Linked DNA regions of Callithrix jacchus: region 1 is linked to region 2. Evidence: chromatin contacts called from public Hi-C data. All regions are on one chromosome and are shown on one strand. The core of a region is the stretch at or near the end of the contact, and the rest is flanking DNA. Distances in the headings are between cores, read along the strand shown.

The links. Hi-C and Micro-C count contacts between places; a contact is called where the count stands out from the background.
Region 1: a Hi-C map of skeletal muscle shows a contact between it and region 2, with 4 times the contacts expected there. The contact joins the promoter of NHLRC2 here to the enhancer-like site in region 2. A contact is called at or near these places in 2 of 3 Hi-C or Micro-C datasets (both in skeletal muscle).

The regions. Positions count from the first base shown.
Region 1 is chr12:106,787,426-106,790,281 of calJac240_pri, reverse strand. It overlaps NHLRC2 (NHL repeat containing 2), which reads right to left and starts at 1,468. Exons shown (of 11, transcript XM_035269147.3): 1 at 919-1,468. The coding sequence starts at 991. It overlaps DCLRE1A (DNA cross-link repair 1A), which reads left to right and starts at 1,682. Exons shown (of 10, transcript XR_013525123.1): 1 at 1,682-1,741; 2 at 2,257-2,856.
Region 2 is chr12:106,643,674-106,646,710 of calJac240_pri, reverse strand. All of the region lies in intron 2 of CASP7 (caspase 7), which reads right to left. Among named protein-coding and RNA genes, the nearest start is that of CASP7, 17 kb to the right of the region's middle. Within about 2 kb of position 1,335, at least 4 of the 16 cell types and tissues checked have an H3K27ac peak or open chromatin away from gene starts, as enhancers often do. A contact at or near this core is called in skeletal muscle, where this site is marked.

The DNA of each region.
Region 1 (2,856 bases), core at 219-2,718, 140 kb before region 2:
TATGTTTTCATGTATCATGGCAAGATGTGCTTCACAAACAGCCCTGCTGGGAATATCTATTCCTTCGTGCTTCAAAAGGTCACATAGCCAGGATTTAAACCCTGGAGACAGGCAATAATTGATTCCGATTTTTAAAAGTATTAGTTTCAGGACTTTGAGCGGAGAAGCATGACACGGGCTAAGAAATCAGCAAATCTAGGGTCAATCCAACTGGGGCAGTTATCAACTGTGAGGCCCTAGGCATGTTACTTAATCTCTCTGTACTTCCATTTCCTCAACTGTAAAAGAGGAATGATACGAGCACCTCACTGGGCTATAGAGATGACTGAATAAAGACATATTCCCTCAACTGTTTAGAACTCTGTGTGGCAGGTCGGGCGCGGTGGCTCACGCCTGTAATCCAGGCACTTTGGGAGGCCGAGGCGGGAGGATCACTTGAGGTCAGGAGTTCGAGGCCAGCCTCGCCAACATGATGAAACACAGTCTCTACCAAAAAAATAAATAAATAAACAGCCGGGAGTGTTGGCACATGCCTGTAGTCGCAGCTACTCCGGAGGCTGAGGCAGGTGAATCGCCTGAACCTGGGAGGCGAAAGTTGCAGTGAGACCAAGGCCACACCACCGCACTCCAGCCTGGGTGACAGAGCCGGACTCGCCTCAATAAAAAAAACAAAAACAAACAAAACAAAAAAACCTGTGTGTGGTACAAGAAAAAGTGATCAATAAATGTCAAGGTGATGCAAAAAGATGACGAGACGGCACTGGGGAACCAGGCTGAACGGACAGAATGGTGTGAACGTTGCAATAATCGCCAACGGGGACACTAAACATGCACTGACTCTACTTGGCTAACATCAGGGGCGGGCAGGACTCAGGACACACAGACGAGTACGTGGGTCTCTGTCCCGGAGAAACCCACCGTTGGTGGCCGCTTGGGGATCCCTGGAATTGCAGAGCACAAGAGAGGCGGCCCACGTCAGGCGAAGAGCCATTCCCCCGAGGAAGGGGAGGTGCCAGGAGGGGCCCCCCACCCCGACGCCAGCCCCTCACCTTCCGGAAACTCGGGAACCGACAAGTCCTGCTCCCAGCCGTCCACCTTCTGTAGATACTGGTAGACCAGGCTGTTCTTCTCCTGCTGGGTGACGGCGTCGAGCAGGGCGTACTCCAGCGAGGTCTGCGCGGGGAGCAGGCCGGAGAGGCTGCGGCTCCGGGCTCCAGGCGCCGCCATGTTCCCTCCGGGCTCCCAAAGCAGCCGCCGGGCCCGCGGGAGATTCTCGCTGGGAGACGAAACGTTCACTGTCCTGTGGTTTCCAAAGGGCGCATTCGTCTCACCCTCCACCAGCTCCACTCCACGCCAACGACACTTTTTTCTTTTTAATACATCCAAGTGCCGAAAGTCCAAATCGTCGCAGTTCCCGGGCACGTAATTAAACTGCCGTCCCGACCTACCCCGCCCTTTCTGGGTCCCCACGCCGCAGCCGAGCCTGGACATTGAGAGCGCCAGATTCAACATGGAAAAGGCTTCAGGGACAAAGTCCCAGAGGCCGTAAGGGAACCACCCCCCACCCTTACATTAGAAATTAGCGGACTTTAGGACAAAAATAAAATACAATAAATCGGTAGGACTTAAAAGGGCAACCTATTTTTAAAAATTATTTTTAAAGTTTCTCTCTTTGACCAGCATCCGCCGATTCGACACGCTACTGTGGTGGCGGGAAATTGCTCCCGCCAAGACTCTAAAGGTAAAGGGTGTAGGAATAACCTCGAGGGAGAAGGCTTTTTGTAAGGTGGGAGTGCCTGGCGGAAGTGGCTTTCACTTATACACAAATAGAGCGTTTTGTCATCTGGGAGTGCTGAAAGCGCGACCGCGAACAGATTTTTAGGTGGGGGTGCCGAGGAGAGCGGACGCAGCTGAAGCGGCTCCCCCGGGGCACGAGTGGCAGGTGGGGGGGTGGCGAGGGTCCCTGAGGGCTGGCCTCAGAGTCTACTGAAGGGGAGGGCTCTGAGGGCTTTTTTGGAGCTGGCTGTGCTTAACCTGGAGAGGGTTAAGGCCCCATTCCCTGGTCTTGCAGCCTGTAATGCCGGAAGGGAAGGGAGAGGCTGGCCTGTGACCCCGTTTTGAGGCTGGTGGACAGGGCGCTGGCCACTTTCAGGACCATTAGTGCTTTACGGAGTCAGACCTCAGTACAAGCCCACCCTTTCACATATTTGAACTTCTTTTTCTCACATATTTGAACTTTTTTTGCTCACTGTGCAGGGATTGTTCGTTGCTGCTGGAGGAAGATCATGGACTGTCCCGGGAAACCGAAGCTGTTAAACATCCACTAGATGTGGATAAGAGCAGTGACTTGGCAGTTTTTTGCGAATTACACCCCTCTTTGATTATGTTGTGACTAGTTTTGTTAGTAAACTGAGATAGCCATTTAGTGTTTGGGACGTCTGTTGAGTCACTTGTCCAGTTAACTGTGGTTGGATTTATGAATTATTTGGACAGTTGTCCACTTGAAAGAGAACTGACAGTAGCTTCAAAGCTCATTCTGAGATGAAGCTGTTGAACCTATATTTCCCATTAGTGCTTAATTTTCAAAGTATTATTGATTCTTATTCTTATGAATCAAGTCCTGGAAAAGGCCAAGATAATTGAATGAAATGGCACCCATCATGGAAAACTTCACAGTTGCTACTCCTGTGATAGGTTTATCTTAGTTTTATTGTGGTATAAATGGAACAGCAGGTGTTCTCAGGTTCAAGTTTTCTAGCTTGCCAATATGTTCATTACCACTCCTTTAGAGTCCCATTGAGTTGGTGGGGGGTTTGTTACCTTTATAATTTTCTCAGGAAAATAATTCCATAACTT
Region 2 (3,037 bases), core at 86-2,585:
GTGGAAGGGAAACAACCACTCTGTGGGTGGATTAATGTGGTTGAACAGCCTGATGCCACCACTTGATGGTGGTACTTGATGTTGGGGGGAAGCACTGGACCCCAAGTTAGGCCTGTGTCTTGGTCCTGGTCCTGCTGTGTGGCTACACTTCACCTCTCTGGTCTTCCTTTCCTTGATCATAAGGGAATTAGATAAGTTACATTTTAAGGGTTCTCCCACTGTTAAAATCACGATTCTATGATTTCTTCCTCAGCAGGCACATTCAGGTAATTTGGGAAGCTGACAGTTACTCTAATTATAATAATCCCTGTGGGCAGAGATTAATATCTCTATTGTCCAGGGAAGGAAACAAGGAACAGGAAGGTCATGTGACTTGCTATAGTCCCTCAAATAGTAAGTGGGAGGACGGGCCAGGAACTGAACCCCGGTTGTTTGACTCGACTTTGCTACTTCTATTAGTTTACGTAGTATCATCAGTGCTTCAAATACAGCATTGCATCTTTATCATTCTCTATGTACAAATTTGGGAGACAGGCATCTAATTTTCTGGCAGCTGAATTTGCAGGCTTCCTTTATTGAAAAGTAAATGCCCTGTGTAAATGTCAATGTTCATCTCTTTTTTGAGCCCAGACTTGGCCCCTTTTAATAAACGGGCATCACGGCACAATTTTTGCTTAACTTGGAACATATTCTTTGGAAGGAATTAGGATCTGCCTTCTTTGTTCTTGTCTCTGATTCCAAAGCACTATGTCTTCTAAAACAGTTTTTTAACCCCTCTCCAAATGAAAAGGCATGCCACTTAGATATTCCTTATAATGATACAAATATCACATTTTTTATAGGGATGTGTTTACATCTAACACTCACTGGTGAAGAAGTCTAAGATGCCACCAGGAGAGAGAATTATAACCAAGTGGCATTTATTAACCACCCTCCAGGGGGCAAAGGCTGGAAAACACAGATGATGCCAAGGGTAAAACCCATGTGATCGAGCCAGTGCCTGGAAAATAGGGAGCTGATATAATTCTGAGAATAGATCTTTTCTCCTGCTCTCTTCCACTGGGAAACCAGACTAGTAAAGAAACTCCTCAGCGGAGACACACAAGACTCCACAGAGGCCCAGGGGAAATTTGAGACTGCATGAATCCTGTCTTCCCCTTTGTTTCTTTTCTTGGATTCTGACCTTGAGCAGAGCTCAGAAGGGAGCCTCTGATTTCTCAGATTTCTAGGAGAGAACATCTTCTAGGCTGCTGGCCAGGGCTTGGTCTTGGACCTACAATGGCTCCTCATGGCCATTAAGACCAAACTCAGCCTGTCCAGCCGATTCAGCCTGCTTTCCTAGGCAGAAGCCACGTCGGTGGCCTTGCCTGACCATCGTGTCCACTCTGGCCCTGAGGTTCTGACGGTCCCCTGATATCCTCCCTGCTTTTTCTGGCAACTCAAGTTCCAACTCCTCCTCCAGTCCTTCCTTATCCTTCCCTCCTCAACCTCCCATAGCTCCAAGGCTATATCCTACAATTCAGCAATTAGTTATTATTTTCTGTAGCTGTGCTAGACATTTGGTTAAAACCTTGACTTTATATCCAGGGCAAGGACTACAGGGTTATATTTACATTAAGAGAGATCCCTCTTCAAGTGCAAGGAGGACCCTAGATCCTCTTCTATAAACTATGGTTCGTAATGAATATAGACTGGCCCCATAATGATTAAGTAATTTAAAACCTGAATGCTTCACTAATATTAACATATTTTGAATATTTTTCTTTCATGCTTTTCTGTGTTTTCCAAATTCTCTTCAATAATCAGAAAATTACTAAACCATTAAATTTTTTTTAAAAATAAAGAACAGGCTGGATAATTATTTAGTGCCTATGGACTACAAATAAAATGATGCTGTCCTGCCATCTAGTGGCTGTGAGGCAAAAAGGGCCAAGACACGTCTAAGGTCTTGGAACTATTAATACTTGAGAGCTGTGAGGTCCCACCCTGGCTTTTTGCAAAAGGGGATTTCTTTCTGCAACCTAGGATCCTTCATGACTTCAGGGGAGGGTGGGTGGGCAGTCTGGTCCTTGATTAGAGACAGGTCAGCGATGCTACTGTGTCCTCCACTACCTTACCTAACAGTGATTCTGAACTCCATAGAGAAGAGAGCTGCAATGGGGTGGGGTGGGATGGGATGGGAGGGAAGGTGGTGGGGAGGCGGCATCATCAGCTGCAAGGAACACCCAAAAGAGCCAGTGGCACTCCCATGCATTGCACCCCACATCTGTCAGTGGGACAGATAGCGCCCCTGAAACCGCAGATAGGACCTCGGGATACTTATTGTTTATTTTAGTGATGCCAACATCAGTCGTGCTATGGAAAAGGCAGACTGGGGCAGAATGGAGACCCTCCAGGCTTATTTATCTTTCCAGAGGACTTAAAGCTGACAGGTTGGGAGGACATACCACAGACCACATCTATTTTTGTAAAATATAAGGGTTTTTTAGGCAGAAGTCCTCCAGCAAGGTATTGAAAAAGGCAAGAAGTGCAGGCACAGTCTTAAGGGGAAAAATGACCAGGTCCTCAACTGCCACTTGTGTTTTTTTCTAAAACTGGTCTGTCGGATATATCACTTTCCCCTTGCGCATTCTCCATCTCCCACTGTGTAAAAGAAGGGAAGACTTTCTCACCCACCCTGAACCTCACTTACAGGGTGATGAAACCTCCAGGTCATCCAAAAATAAGACGTATGTGTGAGTCTCCCTGAGTCAGGCACTGTGGTGGCGCTTCTTATACATGAGTCTCATAAAGGTGAAGTATGTCATTAGAAATGGGGGTATCTGGGACCACACTGGGGCTGTTCCAAATTCAAAAATAGGTACAAATCAGATATACCACAGGCTCAGTTTCAGACCACCACAAGAAAGCAAAGACTGCAATAAATTGAGTTGCCTGACTTTTTTGGTTTCCCAGTGGATAGAAAAGTTATGACTGTACTCCAATCAGAGTGTATGCAACAGCATTATGACCAAAAAAAAAATACAAAGCGTAATTA